Regions from separate parts of the Sus scrofa genome. Here all the other regions are linked to region 1. Evidence: chromatin contacts called from public HiChIP or PLAC-seq and promoter capture Hi-C data. All regions are on one chromosome and are shown on one strand. Each heading gives the region's core, a stretch centred on a gene start, on an enhancer-like site or on the middle of the called end of the contact. The rest is flanking DNA. Distances are from core to core; before and after follow the strand shown. Region 1 holds the start of FGGY (FGGY carbohydrate kinase domain-containing protein). Region 2 has its middle 120 kb from the start of JUN. Region 3 has its middle 180 kb from the start of JUN. Region 4 overlaps FGGY (FGGY carbohydrate kinase domain-containing protein).

Region 1 (2,700 bases), core at 176-2,675:
TGACTGTGATTTGAACTAAGTGAAAGGTTAGGGAAAGGGAACCAGATTCCAGGAAAAGACAAGGCCCACAGAAAAAATTAACACAGCTTGGAAAAAGGCCCAGTCTCCTCCCAGTAAACTTCTCAGTTTCATCCAGAAAGACACAGATCTCCACTCTCTGGGTTATTCCCTTCTCCCAAAACTTCCAAATCCATCAGGGAGGCTCCCAATCTCCCTCCCCCTCAAAATCAATCTCCAGGCCCTCTCAGCCTCTCTGGTTCCTTAATCATCCTTAACAAGAGTTCGCTGGGCCTCCTCAGCTGGCCCCTCCAAGAGCCAGGCCTGTGGCCACTAGGTCAAAAGCCAAGCACAGGGCCTAATTAACAGGAGACTCCCAGAAGACCAGGAGGCAGTCAGCAGGCTGGAAGACCCAGCTGGCAACTTACAAAGCACAATTTCAGGATAGAAGGTGGATCACAGCAAAGAAGAGAAAAGCAAGCAAAACAAAACAAAGCAAAACTACCGTCTAACAGCCAGGAACTAAGAGAAAGCTTGCCTTCTTTCTTATGGATTCAAAAGCATAATCACTTCCTTCTGATATCACTTTAAAAATTAACCTAAGGATGACTGCTTTCCCAGATCTTGAAAATGACTTGACTCTTTACAAACGAAATTAGTTACAACATGAGAAGTGCTTTAGTGGAAAATAGCCAATGATTAGGGAAATGCCCCATTTTGCATGTTGTTCATCCTTAAAAAAAAAAAGGAAATTAATAAAAATGGAAAGATACCTCTAGGCCTTTCCTATGCAGTTTAACTATAGACAAAGAGCATTACACCATCTAAATTAAACTGCACCTCAAACATAATCACAAGCAGCACTAGCCTTAAAAGGCTTTAGGTGGCCAGCCTGGGATTAAAAGGCTCAAAAATGCCTAGGGAAACATTCTAAAATAAGATGTGGGGGGTGGGGAGAGGTGTGATAAAGATAGGAAATTAACCTAGTTAACTGGACAGTGAGGGCAAAGGACCCCAGGTTTCAGAAAGCTCCTAGGCAGTGTTGAGGGTGCAGTCAAGGCTGACCCTTCTCTTGAGTGGCCTGACGCCTCACCAAGGAGTGGACACTGGGGACTCAACAAGAGCCAAAGCACGACCAGCACTAAGACTTAAGCGGCCAGAGGAGGAAGAGGAGGCGCCGGCTGCGGGAAAAGGGAGGGAGGCTTCGGCCCAGCGCTCTCAGGCTAGAGAACCGGCTCGCTGTGAGCCTGAGCAACCGCTAAAGCCCCTGATGCACACGTGGGACCGAGAGGAGGATCACTTACTTGTCCAATCTGAAATTACATTTTTAGTTAACAGGGCTCTGCAGCTTACCGCACCGAGCCGCACCGCGCCTGGGCTGGGCGGTCCGGGAGGCGGCTGTGGCCCCTCCCCCTGCCCCGCCCCCTAAGGCCGCGGCCCCTGTAAAGCGCGCCCCGATTGGCTCTTTGAACCAGGCCCCGGATTGGTCGGTGCCTGCCCGCCGTCGCCTCGTGCTGTGCTGCGTCGGCTGGGAGCTAGGTCCGCAGCCTCCGCCCGGATCTTCCCGCTTTCCCGGATTTTCAAAGGCCCAAAGTGGCCGCTGCCCTCTCAGTGTCCTGCTCTGGGGGCTCTTCTCCAAGAACTCGCCCACGCAAACTCTCAGCAGCCTCTGGTGGGTGTGTGTGTCCAATGTGTATCATGTTAACTTCTCAACCATATACTGAGTACCCGAACTCTTGCAGACAGGTGTTAAAATAATTAATAATATTTATTGAATGCTTACTTTGTGCCAGGTCTTGCTCCTGATACTTCACGTGAATTTATTCATCTAGTTTTGTGACCCAACCCTCTGAAGAGGTGTCAGGCTTGTAAATCTGCAAAACAGATGGGTCCCAGCCTTCAAGGCAGTTACAAGCTGATGGGTCCCGGACACTCTATCTCACGTAATCTTCACGTCTTTATGTTTCCAGTAAGCTAGGTATCGTTTGTCCCTGTTTTGACGCTCTACAGATGCAGAGCGTCAGACACGTTTTTTAGCTTGTTTTGTGATACACAGTAAAAGGAAAGTAGATTCCAACGTGAGCTGAGCTGAGCCAGATCTTTTAAAAAGGCAGGTTCCTAGGCTGATGGGACTGAGATATGGAAGATAGTTTAACAAATCCAAACTCTTTATTTTCCTAGAAAAGGAGACTGAGGTGCAGTAAAAGGAAGTGGTTTTCAAAGGACACATCGGTTATGAGAGGTAAGCCTAGGTAATAACTGATTTCACTGAACGGGACTCTATGCCATGTGCATGAAAGTCACTCTACTTTCCTCATAACAACCCCAAATGCGTGCTTTTATCCTGGTCTTACAGGTGAGGATTCTGGCTCATTGAGGCCAGGGCCACATGATTAATTGCATCTGCTAGAAGTCCTAGTTTGGGGTTGCCAGAGAAAGAAAGTTTCCTCTATCCTTGTAGGTTTTTCTGGCTGGTCTAAGAATTGAATTGACATGTTGATTCATGTTAAGACATGTTAATGGGAGAAAATCAAATAATGTTTAATAACTTGTATACATAGGAGAAACCTAGAAAAACAGAGTCTCTCCGTAAAACCATCTTCAGCTAAAGACAAAAGAAGGAGGTTAGGGATAGTGGTTTGGGTCTTCAAAGAGGAGGAAGGCAATTCACATAGAGATGGAAAAGCAAATTTTGGTAAACAG
Region 2 (2,725 bases), core at 45-2,544, 350 kb after region 1:
TGCAACAGCAAGTCCACACAAGACGCATTTTTTTTTTTTTGGGCCATGCCCAGAGTATGGGAAACTTTCTGGGCTAGGGGTCAAACCCTTGCCACAGCAGTGACTTGAACCAGTGATAAGGCCAGATCCTTAACCACTAGGCCACCAGGGAACTCCCATGAGGCTGTTTTTAGTGTTAATTTCCATTTTACAGATAAGGGGCATGAGGCAGAGAGAACTTAAGTTTCTTACTCAAGCCCACAGCCAACAAGTAGTAAAGCCACGATTTGAGCCAGGGTTTGAGCCCAGGCAGTTGGGCTCCTAAGTCTGTACTTAACAACAACAGCGTACAGACCTTCCCAACATGCAAAAAAGTGTACAGTGTCTGCCTCTGAGAAGCACACTCCCTGGAGAAGAGAGACAGCCCACAAGGGTGTGTAGTCACATGCTACCCGCACCAGGAGAACAAAAGAGGGAGCGTTTGTTCTACTAGGGGAGGAGAGAGAGAATTAAGAAAGCAGCCTGAAGGAGGTGACTTTTATCATTTCCAGAGTTTTCCTTTGTTGAGGTGGGGAAGTTTGAGGTAGCTAAGGCTTAGGGAATATCATCACAGAGCTCCGGAGGCCAGGATACCAGGTATGAACAGTGTGTGACATGGCCTAGTTACTTAACTTCCAGGGGCCTCAGCTTCCTCACCTGTATAATGGGGATAATAACACCTGCCTTGTGAAGCTGTTTGAATACTAAATGAGATCATGTGCTCGCGACCCAGTGTTATTCCAATCTTTATTTACCTCTCATAAAACTATTTCCCTCAGTAAAAAATTTTAATTGAGCCCATTTTTTTTACACCCATGCTCCCAGTTGCATTAGTAATAATAATCCTAAGTGTCATTATTAGTCATTTGTAGTAACAATATAATTAATAATAATGTTAATTGGCATTGATTGAGGGCACTAAATACTTAATATGTATAATCTGTATCTATCTAATCGACTCCACAGAACCTATCTTAGAGATAGGTAGCATTATCCCCATTTTAGAGATGAGAATAATAAGGCTCAGAGAGATGAAGAAATTTACACGAAGGTCTCCTGGATAGGAAGTGGCAGAACTAGTATTCAGACCCGAGTCTGTCTGGCCCGAAAAATGTCCGACAGAGAATGCCCTGGGTTTGGAGTTCACGCCGGCCTTGGCCATGTCCCTCAGCCTCTTTCTCAGAAAGAAAACAAACATTCTAAGCGTTCTGCGTACACGTTGGAACAGGAACGCCCTGGAGAGGCAGGCTGAAGCAGGAAGATCTGTCCTTATTTGGAGGGTGGGGTTGGGGCCGTCCCTCAGCCTTGTCACCCAGCCTGGAGGTCCCGGCCAGAGCCGGACTGGAACTGGCACCGAGGTCGTCTTGGCGGGTCAGCGTGTGCCTTCTCCGGCTTCGGGTGGCTCTGGGCAGCCAGGGGCGACCGGCCCCCCGCAGGGACTGTCTGCCTGCCAGGGAGGCCGCTTGCTGGTGACCCAGCCCGTCCCCACGTGGGTGGCTCCCAGGCAGCAGCGAGTTAATCTGCTATCTGTTGGGAAGGCTTCCAGAACCCTCCTCCCAGCCCGTGTTTGCTCAGGGCTGGGCTCTTCAGAAACTGAAACCAGCGGGGCGCCAGGCCCCGCCAGCTCTCATGGGATCCTGCCTGGGTTTACCTTCTATGGGGAGGCCCGCGAGGGCTGGGCGGAGCGCGGTGTGCAGCCAGGCAGGGCCGGCGACGTGGCGACCGGGATCCCTCCCCTCCTCCCAGGAGTCACCCCGCCCCCACCCCGGGACCTGCTCCAGGCCCGGGGGGAAGCACGTGGGCTAACCAGCCACCAGGGGTGGCTGGAATCCTGGCCCAGCCCTGCACCCTCTGAGACATTGAATGCACCACTAAACCTCAGGAGTTTGGCTTTCTTTCACTATAAAATGGGGGTAAATAATACCTAGCCGCCAGAATCAGTAGCATCTGTACCTTAGTACCTCTGATCCAAAAGAAGGAGTTCCCCTCATGGCTCAGTGGATACGAATCTGACTAGCATCCATGAGAACACAGGTTTGATCCCTGGCCTTAGTGGGTTAAGGATTCTGGGTTGCAGTGAGCTGGGGTGTAGGTAGCAGCGCAGCTCGGATCTGGCGTTGCTGTGACAGTGGCATAGGCTGGCAGCTGTAGCTCAGATTCAACCCCTAGCTTGGGAACCTCCATATGCCATGGGTGCAGCCCTAGAAAGACAAAAAAAAAAACAAAAACAAACAAAAAAACCTCTACATATGGTCACTGTACTGGTGTGCTTATTATCAGTATGGCTGTTGGGTTGGGCAGCCTGCCTTGTGAGGTGGTAAGCTCCCATTACTCAAAGTGTCAAGCACAAGCTGAGTGAGATGGGGACAAAAAAGGAAAAATTAGGACAGAAAGGGACCCGTACTTGCCAGAGCCAGGTACTACTGACTTGGTCATCTCAGAATCACCTGGGAAGCTCACTCCATCTCAGATCCACTGAATCAAAACCCCTGGTGGCAAGTGTTTTAAAAGTACAGCTTTGCTTTCTTTTTAAAACCACTGATCTAGACCAATAATCCCAACATTGTTCCTCTTCAAAAGACCCTTATGTTCTTCCCTCCTACCCCATTGATTGCACAGTGGGAAAGATTTTATTGACCAAACTAGATTGGTTAACTCGCAATTAATTTATTTGCTTTCTACATAAATTATTAACCAAAGACCCAGA
Region 3 (2,700 bases), core at 72-2,571, 290 kb after region 1:
TTCAGAGAATATAGTTAGTCCTTCATGAAGAAGACTTAAAGGACAGAATGTGGAACAAGGCAGGGGTTTTACCACCATGAGTTAGAAGGGTGGTTTTCCTTGGGGAGTCAGCCTGGAGCAAAGGTAATATCCCCACCGTACCTCATCCCCGACTGTGTGGCCATGGGCAAGTGACTTACCTTCTCTGGACTTCAGCCTCCTTCTATATAAAGAGGAGGTTATACTACTCTTTATATAGAGCTGGAGTGAGGCTAGATACCAAGCACTGGCCCATCCCCATGTCCCTGTTAGAGAGTTAATAGAAAATTCCCCAGGGCTCCGTGGGGCATCCAGCATGCTCTTGAAACTAGTCATTAGAAGGACCTAGGCAATCACTTGCTTAATAAACAGATCACCTGTCCACCCAAACAGCGGCAGTTCTCTCTAAGCAGTACCCCCCAGAGTCTGTACACTTAAAACTAGTGGGTGGGTTCTGCAGTGGAGCTGGTTTAGAGGCAGTCTTTGAATATCCCAAAACAAGATTCCACACTTGGATGTGATTTCTAAAAATAGCCTCATGTTGTCGAGAGTAGTGCTTCTCAAACTTTCTGTGTATGCAAATCACTTGAGATCTGGTTAAAAGGCAGCTTCTGTTTCAGTAGGTCTAGGATGGGGCCTGAGAAACTGCTTTTCTTACAAGTTCCCAGAGGATGCAGGTCCATGGACCACACTTTAAGTAGCAAGGACCTAGAGCCAAGTGTCTTCCACAGCCCCGACAATGTTGAATCTGCCAGAGAAAGCAGCAGCCTGCTTCTAGTAATTTATTATTGAATTCTTTAGACAAAATAAATGTTCATAGAGTGGGTCCTATGCCCTAGGCACTAGGAAGCAAGGAGGATTTCAGTGGGACATGAGGCAGGGATTGCCCTCTCAGAATAGGTATCCTAGTAGCAGATAGCCAAATAAGCGAGTAAATAGGAAAGCCTGAGTGCCAGGCCTGAGTGTCCAGGGTGTTAAGGGAGCATAGAGCTGGAGAGGGTCAGAGAAGACCTTGTGAATGAGGGGACATTTAGGCAGAGAGAGCTAACTCTGAGAAGTCAGGGGTGGGGGTGTTAAGCAAGCAAAGGGAACAGCTTTGCCGAGAGCAAGGCTACCCAGAGAGAGAGAAGCACAACCTTGATTCAAATAGGGTCTGTCTGATCCAAGATTTGCTCTTGCTCGTATCTTCCATGCCACATGAATCAAGTCTTGCAAAAGAGAAGCTGCCACCTGTCCCTCCCCAGCGATGTCAGAACAGCTGGCCCCAGAGTGGAAAGATATCCGGGGAACAGAGGCCAAGGCATCACCTGACAGGCATGGCAATTACGAAATCTGCCTCTGCACCAAACACGTTGCACCATCAACACTGTCCAGGCTTTGCTTCAAGTGTCCTTCCTCCCGAAGACTCGTGACTGGGAAGTGAGATCACCCTCCAATCGCTGCTAAGAATAGCTCTTACTTTTTTTTTTAACCACAATGAACTTTGAAACTAGGGTGGTGGTGGCCAGTCACATCAGCTGGTTATCCCTTGGTTGAAGTTCACCAGAAAGCAAAAGTCCAGTGACCTGGGGGTTCCAGGATTCTATAAGGTGAAAGAAGACAGAAATTCACCTGAAACAAGCACCCTTTACATGGCAGAGAGGATACACACCTTCTTTCAAGTAAGAAGAGGTGGCTCAGAGAAACATGGTATGAAACTCTGAATGCATGTGACTTTGGGCAAGTCACATACCTCCGTCAATCTCAGTTTTCTCCTCCATTTAATTGGGGCTGAACATCTATCTACCTTACCTACCTTACAAACACAACATTCATAAAATACTTAGCTCAGTGACCAGTATATTGTAAGCACTCAGTATGTAAGAAGGAAAGAGATTCAGAAAAGTTAAGTGATTTCTCTAGTTTCCAAAGCAGTTAAGCGTAACTCAAATTTGAAATTAAGTCTCCTTGTGAAGCCCAGGACCTTTCTCCAATTTTCCCTTCTCTCCTTATGTTAGAATTTTACACTTTTCATTTGACTTTGTAGGGCTTCCCATTAGACTGAGCAAATACATTCTCCTGTCCAGTGATATTGGGCTTTATCATGGGCAAAGGAATGATGGGCAAAAGGGGGAAATGACGGCATGGCAGTTCTGGGCTGAAATTTTAAGAGGTATTACCTGTTTCATTACATTTTTGTCTGCTTACTTGCTCATTTACCATGCAAGGAGTAACCAGAGGCTACCTTTCACCCTAGCTCACAGGATGAGACAAATGCAACAGACCCACACCTGACCCACAGCCCCAGTTAAGCTGAAGCTGGAACCCAAGCTACCCAGCCAACCCACAAACCCAAGAGTGAGAAGAAAAAAATTTTTTATTTTATTTTATTTTTATTTTTTGCTTTTTTAGGGTCACCCCCATGGCATATGGAAGTTCCCAGGCTAGGGGTTGAATCAGAGCTATAGGTGCCAGCCTACACAGCCACAGCAACGTGGGATCTGAGCAGTGTCTGTGACCTACGCCACAGCTCAGGACAATGCCAGATCCTTAACCCACTGAGTGAGGCCAGGGATTGAACCCGTATCTTCATGGATCCTAATCAGGTTTGTTAACCACTGAGCCATAAAAGGAACTCCCAAGAAAAAATTCTTATAGTTGTAAGTGACTGAGTCTTGGGTGGCTTGTTACCTAGCATTATTG
Region 4 (2,700 bases), core at 38-2,537, 380 kb before region 1:
CGTCCCTCACTCCCAAAGTTTTTTTTTTTTTTTTTTTTTTTTGTTTTTAAATAAATCCAAAGACATAAATAGAGTTAAAGCTTCAGTAATCTTCTAGCACAAAGCCCCGTTGTGGGGGGTGGTATGGATATTCCAAAGCTCGAAAATGCCAAGAGGGATTCAGACTGGTGGTGTTAAGCCCCCAACGTAATCAGAAATTCCCTTTGAAACGTACAGTTGAAAAAAGAAAGAAAAAGAGAAAGAAAAGGAAGGCCTTTCAGAGGGCTAGCTCGCTGACTCCTCCCAGAATGGTCTGATCCCCTCGGCTGCTGAAGCAAGAGGTCAGATCCCCAGACGGAAAATTAATCTCTAAGAGTCGCTGGATAGAATTTCTAATTCACCAGTGCCAGGACACGCGGTCTGTTTCCAGCCAAGGAGGACAGGGCTGAGGCTTTAGCTTCCCTAGCCCACTGTACACAGTCAAGCCAAGCTGACACCACCCCCCAGGAGCCCACAGCATCCAACAGTCAAGTGGACACAGGGGTCTCACTGAGAGTCCCTGAACCCACCTTTCCCAACGGGTTCCATTTTGAAATACTGTGTGATTGTATTATTATTAGAGTTAATTAATAATTTTGGGTTATTGCCTTTGAAACCGGAGTCCAGTGCTTCTTAAGTTCAAATGAGACCCTCCAAGGCTGCCATGTGGTGGGGAAAGGGAGGGAGTGACACAGCAAAGAGGAGACACGGCTCAGCTTCTATCTGTTTGATACACTGGCCTTACAAATGGTCCACAACTTTACATTCTGTGAAAACCAGAACCTGATTCTTTCAGTGTAAAGATGAGGAAACTGAGGGCCAAAGAGGTTGACCTCTTGTCCTGGGTTATACATCGAGTTGTTCAGTCACTGAACCAACAAGTGAAGCTGGGGTATGTATCCTTGAAAAAAGAGTAACTGAGACTCACAAGGAACAGTCTGGGGTGGGGCCGGTATGAACACGGAAAGCTGTTTGCAGAGACAGGGCTAAGAGCTAAGTGGGGTTAGCTTGGATTTTACCGGCTAAGGGCTTCCAATCCACATTCCTCCAGTGCAGCACCGTTCCTTTCAGTGGCTGGCTTTTTGGGTAACCAGCCTTCTCAGGCAGCTCAGGGGGAATATGCAATCTCTGCCAACTTCACCTCCATGGTAATACAACACCTGCTCATGCCATACCTGCTACCAGTTACGGATAAGGGAGACTGGGATCCTTCCCGGAAGCTCACCCCCAGGTGGGGTAAGCCGACACTGAAACACCCTAGGGCAGCACTGCAGAGAAGCAGTGGTGAGGGGGTGCGTGTAGACGTGGGCCCACTGTGAGGAGTATCCCAAGGCAGCTTTACAGATGGGTTCCAGTATTATTCCAGTGAGCAGTCCACAGGCTCAAAACATGGCAGGAGTGTATCTTACTAGCTAGCTAACCTTGGGAAAGTACTTAACCTCTTTGTGATTTGGCCTCCTTATCTGTAAAGGCCTCCTTATCTGCAAAGCACAAGACAGATCAGGACCTCATGGGATTTTTGTGAGGATTAAGTGAGTTAATCCATAGTCATACACACAATGACTGCTGACACTTCCTGACTACCCTCTGTTATCGTTTCAGGAGCCCCTTGAAGAGAAGGGTCCCAGTCCCCACCACACCACAATATGCCAGATTCACTAAAGCTAGCGGCTTCCTCATCGTCTAAGCACTTGCTCGAATCTCCGCTTTAGGATTGTCTGTAATTTTCTCCTCCATCGATTTCTGTCTGTAGCCGTTAGTCCGCTTCCTAGGGTGAAAACAACTGCTGTCATCCAGTTATCTGAACCAGCCTGGCCTGTCCGGATCCCTCCTCATCAGAGATGCCGACAGCTGAAAGTGACATGGCCAACTTGGTAGGAGTTTCAGTCTGATCAACTCCATCCAACACCCAGGCTCCTCTGGCCAAAGTGTCAGCTGAGGGGGAGGGGGAGGGGAAGGGAGGTCAATTGTGAGGTGGGGTGAAGCAGTTGCTGGCTTCCCATCTCAGCGGCCTTGTCTCAGAAGGTGCCTTGTCAGTCCCCATGTCCCCAAACATGTAACACTCTACACAAAGGCACTCTGGTGAAACAGGATAACTTCCTAGGGGCATTTAAAGTGTTCCCTTTCAATTTCAGGGAGTCTTCAAAACTGTTGGAGATACATAATAAATCTTTGCTGTTACTCCCAGGCTTGAAATAATTTACAGGCTTTTTTTCTTCAGCAGGAAGCAGTGTTATCATTTAAGAAGCACTTAATGTTGTTCATTTTTTAAAAATGAGACTATTAGCTTATTACATAAAAAAAAAAAAAAAAAGATAGATAAGAGTCAGGGGATGTTGGGCAAAGGATGCTCCCAGGACTCCTGATCCAGTTTATAGCAATCTGTTTCTAGCTGACAATCCCTACTCCCCATCAAGTGTGGCCCTTACATACTAAGCTTTCTATTGTTACTCCCCAGTTGGGATCCTTCCTAGGACTTGAGTGGATATCTTTTTTGCCTGTGTTATTCTTCGGCTTTCATTACCAACTATCTGAAAAGTCCACTTCCTGCTGCTTCTCTGCTCTCCCTAAGTTAGCATTTCCATTTCAAGCCCTCCGTCTTATACAAAACCACACTTCTCTTTCTTGCTTGTAGCTGTTACCAGGGAGCAGCTTATGTAATGGTACTCTCTGGTTTCAGGT

What was found. Promoter capture Hi-C pulls out the DNA fragments that hold promoters and counts their contacts. HiChIP or PLAC-seq counts read pairs in DNA pulled down with a chosen protein or histone mark.
Region 2: a contact with region 1 is called in a promoter capture Hi-C map of liver, with 6 times the contacts expected there. The contact joins the enhancer-like site here to the promoter of FGGY in region 1. A contact is called at or near these places in 1 of 5 promoter capture datasets (liver), 7 of 47 Hi-C or Micro-C datasets (heart right ventricle, liver, mesenteric adipose tissue and 2 more) and 2 of 2 datasets of contacts at active chromatin or transcription factors (alveolar macrophages and skeletal muscle).
Region 3: an H3K27ac HiChIP or PLAC-seq map of alveolar macrophages shows a contact between it and region 1. The contact joins the enhancer-like site here to the promoter of FGGY in region 1. A contact is called at or near these places in 1 of 5 promoter capture datasets (liver), 5 of 47 Hi-C or Micro-C datasets (heart right ventricle, liver and skeletal muscle) and 2 of 2 datasets of contacts at active chromatin or transcription factors (alveolar macrophages and skeletal muscle).
Region 4: a contact with region 1 is called in an H3K27ac HiChIP or PLAC-seq map of skeletal muscle. The contact joins the enhancer-like site here to the promoter of FGGY in region 1. A contact is called at or near these places in 2 of 5 promoter capture datasets (fetal skeletal muscle and liver), 10 of 47 Hi-C or Micro-C datasets (brain, embryonic fibroblasts, fetal heart ventricle and 5 more) and 2 of 2 datasets of contacts at active chromatin or transcription factors (alveolar macrophages and skeletal muscle).

The regions. Positions count from the first base shown.
Region 1 is chr6:153,211,754-153,214,453 of Sscrofa11.1, forward strand. FGGY (FGGY carbohydrate kinase domain-containing protein) reads right to left here and starts at 1,426. Exons shown (of 16, transcript XM_021097811.1): 1 at 1,302-1,426. It overlaps LOC102165506 (a long non-coding RNA gene), which reads left to right and starts at 1,499. Exons shown (of 4, transcript XR_002345481.1): 1 at 1,499-1,669; 2 at 2,179-2,239.
Region 2 is chr6:153,561,132-153,563,856 of Sscrofa11.1, forward strand. No RefSeq gene overlaps it. Among named protein-coding and RNA genes, the nearest start is that of JUN, 120 kb to the right of the region's middle. Within about 2 kb of position 1,295, at least 76 of the 83 cell types and tissues checked have an H3K27ac peak or open chromatin away from gene starts, as enhancers often do. A contact at or near this core is called in alveolar macrophages, liver, mesenteric adipose tissue and 2 more, where this site is marked.
Region 3 is chr6:153,504,135-153,506,834 of Sscrofa11.1, forward strand. No RefSeq gene overlaps it. Among named protein-coding and RNA genes, the nearest start is that of JUN, 180 kb to the right of the region's middle. Within about 2 kb of position 1,322, at least 23 of the 83 cell types and tissues checked have an H3K27ac peak or open chromatin away from gene starts, as enhancers often do. A contact at or near this core is called in alveolar macrophages, liver and skeletal muscle, where this site is marked.
Region 4 is chr6:152,829,679-152,832,378 of Sscrofa11.1, forward strand. The region is part of intron 14 of FGGY (FGGY carbohydrate kinase domain-containing protein); the gene reads right to left. Among named protein-coding and RNA genes, the nearest start is that of HOOK1, 120 kb to the left of the region's middle. Within about 2 kb of position 1,288, at least 15 of the 83 cell types and tissues checked have an H3K27ac peak or open chromatin away from gene starts, as enhancers often do. A contact at or near this core is called in fetal skeletal muscle, retroperitoneal adipose tissue and skeletal muscle, where this site is marked.